Linked DNA regions of Mus musculus: region 1 is linked to region 2. Evidence: chromatin contacts called from public promoter capture Hi-C data. All regions are on one chromosome and are shown on one strand. The core of a region is the stretch at or near the end of the contact, and the rest is flanking DNA. Distances in the headings are between cores, read along the strand shown.

Region 1 (5,297 bases), core at 1,542-4,041, 1.9 Mb after region 2:
AAATCCTAATGGTTATGAATGTACTAATGCTCAACATAGTCCTAAACAGTGAAAAGTTAGCCTCTGCTTTAAAAAAAAGCCTTGTTTTACCTGTGATTGTATGCCATTAGGGCCAATTCAATTTCCTATCCCTCTGTGGTTCTGACTGGAAACTGCTGTGCCAGGAAGCCCTAGCCACTTACAGAAAAATCGTGGTTGGCTGGGAACACAGCTCAGTCGGTAAAGTATCGCCTAGTATGCACAAAACCCTGGCTGTGGCAGAAAGCCAGCATGGGTGTTCATGGGTGTAATCCCAGCACTTGGAAAGTGGAAGCAGACAGATCTGCAGCTCAAGGTTACCATCAGCTACAGGAGACCCTGTCTCAAAAACAAAGTAGGTAACTCCAGCTAATGACATGTCCCCGGGAAATCCAAACAAGGAAGTACCTTCATTTTTTTCATACTTAAGAATAAATAGGTAGTACTTTGACTTGTCCACATTAGCTTTCTGTGAAAATCTAGTGTATGGATTATTTTCCTTCTCTCATGGCCTAAGGAGTAAATATTGATAAGGAATGATTTGAATGTAATTTTTTCGAATGTGTGGAAAATATGAAGCAGGGATTTATCCTTAATGAAGGTAGCCACTGACATTTGTTGTTGATCTCCCTTTGTACTGTCTTGTTTCTGCACTCGTCATTTTGAGATATTATACTGCACAATGTATTATAAAAATAAAAAGTAAAACTATATTTCAAATTGTAAAAGCCACTGGACACTTTCTTATGTTTATATCCAAGGTCTGTGTACATATAGACTACTCTCCTTCAAGGGATTGTCAGGATCAACACTGCTGGAAACTCTTAGGTGGAATACAAATTACAGTGTAAATGTGGGGTGTCCTTTATTGGCATAGATAGTCCTGTTTATTGGTTGGAACAAACAAGCTTTTTGTTGTTGTTGTTTGGTCTTGATACACAGTCCTGACTCTTGGAACTCACAGTTCTGCCTGCCTCTGCCTCCTGAGTGCTGGGATTAAAGACATGCACCACCACCTCTGGCCTTTACAAGTATTGAAAATAGCCAATTTAAAGTTGTTAGCACAAAACCTGAGAGGGAAGAGGTATAAAACAGGCAGCCAGGAATTGAGGATGTGGGCTGTTAGCACCTAGTGTACTTCTCCCACTGTTTATCACCCAGAGGGGTCACACCACAGTTTTGACGACTGGCTTTTCCACTCCTGATTTATCCCCTTTGGATCAGCTCACTTCCACTCCCAGAACTCAATAATATTTACCCACTATTTAATCTTGACTTTTTAATGTGAAACCATAGGCCATCTAAAGTTTTAGCTGAATGTGATGGTGTATGCCTACAATCTCAGCACTTAGGAGGCTGCAGCAGGAGGATGCTGAGCGCCAGACCACCTGGAGCACAGTAAGACGGTCTCTCAATAGGAAATCATCTGTAAGTCTGTGGACAGTTTAAGCACCAGAGCTTTACTGCAGCTACATGAGAAATTAAAATGCCTTTGGTCCAATGCTTTCAAATATATGGATATCAATCAATCAATCAATCAATCAATAAGTAAATAACCTAAATGTGGCTATCTTCAAACTAAAAGCAGTACCTAGTTAGCTCAAGGATTGTGCCTTTGAAATCAAGATCCCCTGGACTTGGATTCATTCCACCTATGCTATTTAACTTATATAAGCTGTTCAATTTCTCCATATGCACAACTGAAATGGTACAATTAACACCTCACAAAGTAACTTGCTGAACAATTCATTGTTACTGTGTGGTGTGTATATGCCACAGGTCACTGCACAGTTCACATGAGTCAGTTTTTCTTTTCATCATGTGGGTCCCAGGATGGAACTTAAGTTGTGGGATTGAGCCATCTCACTGACCATACAAATGTATCTACTTAATTTTTTGTGGTGTGTGTGTGTGTGTGTGTGTGTGTATATGTGAACTTGACATTTTCTGTGAGCTACATCTGGTTTCTTACAAATCAGATCCTCCCCCACCCAGAATCCCTATAGATAAGAACAACCCAGAAGTGCATGCTTATAATTCCTGCATGGGAATGCCAGAGACAGATCCCTGCAGCTTGTTAGCCTGCTAGTCTAGCCTGTTTGGCAAGCTCCAAGCCAATGAGATTATCTCAACAAAGATGGACAGACAGGTCTAAGGAACAGCTCTAAAGGTTGTCCTCTAGCCTCCATGTGCATATGCAAAACGTGTATTTGCACATACCAAAAAACAAAAACTTAAGTGAGTAAACTTTTATGGTCAGTGAGATGTCTGCCCCTAAATCCCAACTGCAGTTCTATCCTGGGAATACACACACACACACACACACACACACACACACACACACACACACACACACAGCTTTTTATAAAACTTAAGTTTGACTATTTGGGCTTAAATTCTAGATTCACTGTCACCACTTTGTAGCTTTAATTTAAAAGCAATTAAGCTCCCCGTGTCTCAAGTCTTTCTTTCCTCTACGGAATGGGCTAAAACACATATTTTTGGACTTGGGGTGTGTTTAGCATGAGACTTGAGTAGGCTCTGTAGCACCAGTTTTAAAAACAAAAAAAAAAACCTTCTCATGATTTTGAGAACATAAACACACAAATCAGTAAGTACCTGGCAAATAGTCCTAAATGTTTGCAGAATCATTTAGTATCTTTACTGTGGTAGCAGTTGGTCAGACTCCGTTAATGCTGGTGTCACTCTCATAACCAAGAACTGTCTTGCCCAGGCAAGCCCAGAACACACAGAACTGGTTACACTAAAGTCTGAGTACTCACAGATAATCAGGCCAAATTAAGCAATACTGAACCTCAAACACCATTTGGTCTGTCCACTGGCATATTATCTTCATAAAAAAAAAAAAACAGCAAAATGCTATTGCTCCTAAGCAAAAGCTATCTGATTAGTCCAAAATAGGAATGAATATTGTTCTTAGGTTAGGAAGGAAGTATTAAGAAGCCTACATAGTACTAGTGGTCACTTATTAGTAGCCCAATATGCAATAAACTATCTCAAATCTAGTAGCACACTAGATTGGCAGGAAGGTCAGTGATCTGAGCATAAGGACACAATCACTATTCTTAGCTAATTCTCAAAAAGAAAAAGAAACAACATGTTTTTAAAATCATTTTACTCTGTTCATAGGTCACATTTAAATGGGCAGAACTGCTTCCATTACAAACACATATCGTGCAAAGAAAAATAGGTGAAGAATTGAGCCATAGGAACACAATGGCTGTACAGCCTCGGACAACAGCGGCAAGGTTTCCAAGTGGGTAGGAAGGAAGGTTGCTCACAGCCTTTGCCTGCGACCATGAATGTTTATAGTACATATTTCCTAAAGTTTTAAACAGATCGGTCAAACAATTGTAAATAGAATAATATGACACTTTTCACAGAGGAAATTCTGTAGGTTGCTGGGCAGGTTTTGCAAATCTCGGGTTGCTGAATTATGATGCAGGAAAAAGTCTTACAAGGCATTCTGATAAATCTTACAGCCAGAGAAATTCATATGCCAAAATAAATATCCACACATACCGAACCTACACACTGAGTTAACATGGAGCTGATGCTCAGTCTGAAGGGAGCAGACGAGGGCAGCTATTCGAACAGCAGGTCTTCATCCTTCTCTTCAGCCAGCAGGTTGGCAGGCTCCATCACCTCTCCAGCTGCTCTCCGCCGCTCCAAGTCCTTCTCAAATTTTTCCTTGATAATCTTTTTCTTCTCCTGTATTTTCTTTAACCTGCAAGAAGGGGACTTTCTGAATGCTGTTTCAGTGCATAGAAACTCAATGTCTTCAGTTTCTTTAACTAGGCAATGAGCATGGAAAACTAGATTCTGACTTTCATTTTCAGTAATTTAAAACTCATTCTCAAAATATTTGAGAATAAACACTAATATCTGATTGCAGTAGCCCTATACCCTATTCTATATTAAATAAAACTTGAAATCCATTCTGCACTGGAACAGATTTTGAGCATTCCGCTTTTACATTTTTTGAGTCACTATAACCCTAAACATGAATGATAACGACAGTTCTACTTTACACTGAATTGCTCCAAGAGCTAAGAACAGCATGCTTCCCTAAGCACACCTCTCGCTTGCCCTCCCTCCACTGACGCAAGCTTAGAGCACAATCCCTTTGTTTACTATTTATTTCCCCATACTGCTCTAAATCTTCATAAACAGCCAGTGGGCATCATCATTTCTCAGCACTAACAGAAATCCGCCTGCCTCTGCCTCCCAAGTGCTGGGATTAAAGGTGTGTGCCACTACTGCCTAGCCACTCTTTTGTTTTAAAGAATAATCTTACTACTTTTTCTGAGAGTCATAAATTTTTATGCCATGTTTAATCTATGTGCAAAACATGACACTGATCTCTACAGCCTTTGAAAATATAGTAGTCCTGCTCTCTGCAGGGGATACATCCTAAGACTAGCAGATCTGAAAGTCTGTATATTATGCTTTTTCATGCATGGTCAGCCCTTTGTAACTAAACTTTCTATCTGTATACTAAAGCAAATGTGGTTAAAAATTGATAAAGTTGGAGCTGGTGAGATGGCTCAGTGGGTAAGAGCACCCGACTGCTCTTCCAAAGGTCCAGAGTTCAAATCCCAGCAACTACATGGTGGCTCACAACCATCTGTAACAAGATCTGACGCCCTCTTCTGGAGTGTCTGAAGGCAGCTACAGTGTACTTACATATATAATAAATAAATAAATCTTTTTTAAAAAATTGATAAAGTTTAATTTGAAAATTAAGTATAGTAAGGTATTAACAATTATTCCCATAAGTCAAAAACTTTCACCTCTTAAACACAGCACCACTGTGGTGACAGCCGATACCAGCTCTAATAACAGATGTGTACTAAGTGACTGACAGCAGGTAGTATACAGGGTGGGTATGTTAGATGAAAGGATGCTGCTTCACCTGTCAGCAAGGGACCACAAAGTCTCATGCTACATAGAAGAGCATACAATTGAAAACCCACATATTAGGTCTCTCATTTTCTATTTCACATTTTGGACTGCAGTTAGCCACAGTCAACTGAAATGAAAATCAAATGCAGGCAAGGGGGATTACGTTTATAATTTCTGCTTTCAGTTTTCTTTCCTCTGAGTGTGTATTCTAATATAGCCCAGGATAGCCTTAAGCAGCTTACAGTCTTGCCTTCTGAGTTCTGGGATAATAAGCAAGTACCACATGCCCAACATTTATTTCTTGCTTTTTATTTAACAAAACAAAATACCAACTGTGCTTATTCCAAAGTTCA
Region 2 (5,253 bases), core at 2,121-4,620:
TTGTAAAGTTAACCCTTCTCAAACCTCAGTTCACTGTTAAGCAAAATATTTTCTCAACTAGTTATATGGAAAATAGAAAAGGAATCTGAAAGGACAATTAAGCTTGAAAAACCAGGTACCTGAGGTTAGAGGATATTATACAACACTGGGCAAGATAACTACAGCCACCCTCCAGCGGCAGTGTGAGACAGCTTGAGGTAAACTGGCCTGTCACAATCCGTACCTGAGGAGCCCAAGAGACCTAGGACCAGCATTTGGCATGGACTAGACCTCTGGTGTTTACTCTAATTTCCAAGATGGTCTATTTACATGCAAATCAATTGGTCTTCAGCAGCAGTCCAAGATACTCCTGTCTACTAAATCACCCTGACTCCTGGCCCTCCTCCCAGCTTAAGAGCTGTGCACGGAAGCAGTGACCCCAGTTACCCACAATCCCTCCTGTTAATACAAATAAAATCCTAATTGTCTGTTTTCTTTTTGGGAGAACCCTAAAAATCCCAAGCAGTTAGAGCTAAGTTGGTCTTGGTTTCCTGTGGGCCTGTGCTGCAAGCAAGGAGCTAAGTTTAACCAAACAACAAAATCATCCCACAAGATGCACCACCCCCTCCCGTTTGCTGAGCACTGAAAGGACTCAGATGGACAACAAGTCGTTTGGTTGGAAGACTGTAGTGAACTTGGCCGTAGACCATGAGCAGAAATCTTGGCTTCTCATCTGGGGAGCCAGCCAAGTTAGAAGTTGGCTCGGCTACGAAAGGCGGCAGGCCACTGCCTGGTAGAAAGCCTGGGCTGGGGACTGTTGTTCTCCAAGCAGTGGATGGAATTTCTGTGGTGGTTCCAGACCCAATTTAACTAGCAGAACGGGGGAGTCTTAGAGCAAGCAATCCTGCCATGCCTACCCTCGGCTGTTCTGCCTAAACAGAGAGCCGCAAGGATGGACTTGTTTTCCCCTCCCCTGGCCTCATTTGCAAGCACACGTGAAAAACATGCCCAACTCACATGCCTAATTCCAGGCAACTCTGAATTAAGTGACATTTCCAGTGCTTACAGAGCATAGGAAAACTTGACACACCTTCACACAAGGCTGAGGGTTCTCTCTGCAAAGTATTTCTATGCTGAAGATGAAGCAGATACCCCCTAGCTTTGTGTGATGGGCCAATGGGAAGGCTATTATACTGTCTTGTTAGCCATCTTCTCTTGCTGACAGCTCTTTCCCAAAAGGCCAAGCTTTCAGAACTGAGGAAAGAAAAACCAGGTAAAGATCCTCGGCGGAAGGTGCTGGAGATCCTCCCAGGAGCTGTCTTTTTAAAGCAGCACAGCAATCAACAGCAACAGCGGAACAAAGCAATTCAGGTGAGTGTACACTCTCTTGCCTATACCGAGAAGTGTCTGGTCATGCTGACACTGGGACCGGTGGTACCCTTGTGGAATAGATCACAGAGGTCTTTTTGGGCGATGTCACAGGTTCCCAAATGACTCCCCTATACATCCTCAGGAGTAGATGCTGGACACTGCTTGCTCTGTAACACAGGATTTGCAGTTTCTGTCATAAAGCCCTTCTTCATCAGCATGTCCCAGACTAAGAGAAGTACTAGGGGCTTTGTGATACCAGAGAGTGGTCCACAGCTGCTCACCAGGAACTACAGTACCAAATTGCTTCCAGCTTTGATGTCTAGGCCAAGGCTTTTACTCAGTCTCAGCTGTAGTTCCACCAAACTTTTCCACGCTGGCAGACAGCAGCAAACCCGTCACCTATAATTTGTCCACCTCTCACACTAACAAGCATGTGTATCTTAGTGCAGCTCAATGTTGAAAGCAAGCTTAGTCGCTAAACTGACAGGACACGAAGCTAAGGAGACCCGTTCAGAATCGAGGCACTCTCTCCAGAGTATTTCCTTTCAACTTACTGCACAGAAAATGCATCTCCATTTACTCATCTCACCAATCAGCAACCCAACTTCCTGCGAGGCCTAGCATGGAGAAAGAAACACCTTACTGTAAAGATGTACAAGATTTTTCCAGAATGCCATTTCTTCCAAGCTGCCTGGCACCTAACTGTTCTACCATATAGGGGGAATCTTCTCAATGCCAATGTGGAGAGAACGTGTGTCGTCCTTAGTGGCTATTTAGTATATTTATTTTGAGAAATGTAATGGTGTCTCTTTAGACAACAGAGTCACAGGACTATCCAGCAAGCTTCACTAAAACACTAAGACTGCTGAATACAAAGGCTCCGAACTCTCACGCAGTACACGTATTACTTCTGTTTGGTGAATTAAATAAAACAATTCCTAAGCAACTCAAAAGTAACCTAAAAATTGCAACATGAAACAACAGGCACCTGAGATGAGATAATCTCACTAGTGTCTTTAGTAGGCAGATATTAACTCCAGGTTCCTAGCTCTTCTGTTTGAAGCCTACAGCTGATACACATTTCTGTCAATATATTTGCTTTTGAGGTTTCTACCATCTTTTGGAGTCTAAAAGAACCTGGGAACACTACAACCCACACGTGCCATTACACTAGCTGTTTAGCGGAAGGAATTCTTGGTTAGGACACGGAAGGCAGGCCTGATAACATAACACCTGTAAGCCCCACAGGAGGCTGAGGCAGGAGAATTCCTGCAGGGAGAGGGGGAGGCCAGGCTACATAGCAAAACCCTGTCATAACCCTCCCTTGTCCCCAAAAGAGATCAAATAGGGTTCCTAGATCAACTCTTTTATTCTGTCAGCCTTTTGACAAAGCAACACACAACCCTTAAAAACTTAGCACCGTCTTCTCTCTCACAACACGCGCAGGGAGGAACGCGGCTTTTACATCATCAGAGCAAGCGCTGAGCAGAAGCACTACAAGCACTACAGCCCTTGCAGCACTTCTGTCACAAGTTTCCTGAACCTCCAGAGTGGTCAAACTCCCTTCCTCCCAAATACACTTCAATCTCCAAAGAAGCAAAAAGCTGAGGAGTTAAAAATACTGTAAACCAGAAAGAACTAGAAGTGGAAGAGTGCAACCCTACTTTACACCTCCAGCCAGCAGAGCAGGTGCAACATGTTGGATTCAGCAGACGCGGCAAAGGACAGTACATAGAGAAAGGCCTCGGGTTTCTTGACCAGCTCAGGAATCCTACATTTCACATACACTTTCACTCTTTCCCAGAGAAATTATCCAAACAGAAATAAAGCAAAAGGAACCCCTTGCATAAAGTAACTGCCTCAGAAACTTAGTTTTAAAATACAACTTACTCCCCCACTCCACCCCCCAAAAAGTACTAGTGAGATTCTGCAATTATTAAGTTTAGTAACCAGTGTTCAGGGTGACTTCCTCTAACAGTTTGCTGCTCACTGGAGACTGCTTCCGTGTGCAGCACTCGTGTGCAGCACTCGGCAGATCAGTTTCACTTTCCACTGCCTCCCTCCCATACTGATCTGAATGGCCTGCACTCTTCACAAGTAAGATATTGTACTGACCGTAGGAACTATGATCATCTTTTCATGTTAGGACCCACAGAACATTTTCCAAATAACGTGTGTGTGTGTGTGAGAGAGAGAGAGAGAGAGACAGAGAGAGAGACAGAGAGAGACAGAGAGACTATCGCTCAGTTCGAACTCATGGTAATCCTCCTGTCTCAGTTATCCTGAGTGCTGGGATTACAAGCGTGAGCTTCCACACTTGGGTTCCAAATAACTTCTTAAAAGTTTTCCCGTAGTCCTAAACATGTGGTCGTTCACAGTCCACATTTCTTAAATGGTTTTCCAAAGATAAAATCTAATAGCTTCCCATATTTTAGAAAAAAAATTGTATTATTTATACTAAATTTTAAAAAGCAAATGGATGTATTCACAGGGATAATGGAGGAGTACATGTTCCCAGCCCGTCTGTGACAGTTGGACAATGCACCATCTATAATATACCTGCTTTGTCTGTCTATGCTATGATAAACTGCTACCAGAAAAATCTCAATAAATAAACATACTAAATGAAAACAAAGGGTCTCAAAGGTTCAACCTCCAGCAACAACAAAAATTTCACTGTCTATGTCCCAAAGTGAAAGGAAAAACCCAAAGCACCTTAACAACAATGACAAAAAAAAGTTAAAACATCTAGACAAAGTAGAACCAGTCTCATGGGAGTGGAAACAATAAATGTGCATCACCACCCAAGTGGATGCTTTCAAAAGCAGAAAGCCTGCAGGAACTGCTTATCATATCATAGAGTAAGAAAGCATCGCTCACTGAAAGGCAAACCTAATTCCAGCTCAAGGATGAGTCTTCAAAACAAGCCGTTCCAACCCTTGCCCCCTAACCCTCATCAAGTCCTGCAGCAGACCTTAGAACTAGAGACTTGGGGAGGGGGGAAAGAAGTTGCTTTGTTGTTGTTGTTTTGGTAGGACAGGTTCAAAAGAAAACAACCAAGTCCATAGTATTAAGACTAATAGGACCCAGGCAGGGTGGTGACACATTTAGTCCCAGCTGATTAAATCCCATTTAATCCAGGAACCTGAGGTGGACCGATCTCCCTGAGTTCCAAGACAGCTTAGATGCCTTTCCCTCTCTCTCAAGAGAGAGAGAGAGAGAGAGAGAGAGAGAGAGAGAGAGAGAGAGAGAGAGAATAATAGCTGAAAAACAAAACAAAAAAGGAATTTGACTTTCCGTGGAAGTAAGTATGTGTAATGCTTCATTAGGAAATAAAACATTATCTTCCACGAGGCTCTCAGAACAATCCTTAAGACCTCTGAGATTACTGCACTCAATCAACCAGCACTCAATAAATAAGGTTTTCTTAGTGTTCAGGCAAGCTGTACAATCTCTAACGAAGCACACATACAACTGAAGAACCTGCTTTTAGCCTGTGAATAGTAAGGTCCTACATCAGAGCTATCATTTGGCATCCTACAAACTTGTTCCCTAGAAAAAGAGACAAAGGTAGAGAGTTCTTGTTCGTGTGAGGCAGAATCTCATGCTGTAGCCCAGGCTGGAACTCATTCTATATCCCAGGCTGGCTTAAAATTCAGGGAAGACTCCTGCCAAAGCCTCAGAAGCCCTGGGCTTACATACTGGGCCACAAGCCTGGACTCTGTGTTGTGTATGTTAAGGCAGGGTCTCAGTAAATTGCTCGAACGTTTGATCCTCCTACCTCAGCCTCCCCAGTAACTGGGTTTACCGACCAGAACCACCAAGCCTAGTTGCATCCTGCAAACTCTACAAGTTCCTAAACAGCTGTGTCATATATCGTTTAAAAATCAGGTAACTAGAAGG

Evidence for each region. Promoter capture Hi-C pulls out the DNA fragments that hold promoters and counts their contacts.
Region 1: a promoter capture Hi-C map of liver shows a contact between it and region 2, with 5 times the contacts expected there. The contact joins two enhancer-like sites. A contact is called at or near these places in 6 of 39 promoter capture datasets (the 3T3-L1 cell line, embryonic stem cells, hippocampal neurons and 2 more), 2 of 484 Hi-C or Micro-C datasets (LSK cells and myocytes) and 5 of 115 datasets of contacts at active chromatin or transcription factors (embryonic midbrain, embryonic stem cells, large pre-B cells and 2 more).

The regions. Positions count from the first base shown.
Region 1 is chr12:78,839,845-78,845,141 of GRCm38.p6, forward strand. It overlaps Atp6v1d (ATPase, H+ transporting, lysosomal V1 subunit D), which reads right to left. Exons shown (of 9, transcript NM_023721.2): 9 at 3,138-3,766. The coding sequence ends at 3,625. Mpp5 (membrane protein, palmitoylated 5 (MAGUK p55 subfamily member 5)) reads left to right here. Exons shown (of 15, transcript NM_019579.3): 15 at 1-870. Among named protein-coding and RNA genes, the nearest start is that of Atp6v1d, 19 kb to the right of the region's middle. Within about 2 kb of position 2,792, at least 26 of the 459 cell types and tissues checked have an H3K27ac peak or open chromatin away from gene starts, as enhancers often do. A contact at or near this core is called in liver, where this site is marked.
Region 2 is chr12:76,954,526-76,959,778 of GRCm38.p6, forward strand. The region is part of intron 1 of Max (Max protein); the gene reads right to left. Among named protein-coding and RNA genes, the nearest start is that of Max, 5.1 kb to the right of the region's middle. Within about 2 kb of position 3,371, at least 115 of the 459 cell types and tissues checked have an H3K27ac peak or open chromatin away from gene starts, as enhancers often do. A contact at or near this core is called in liver, where this site is marked.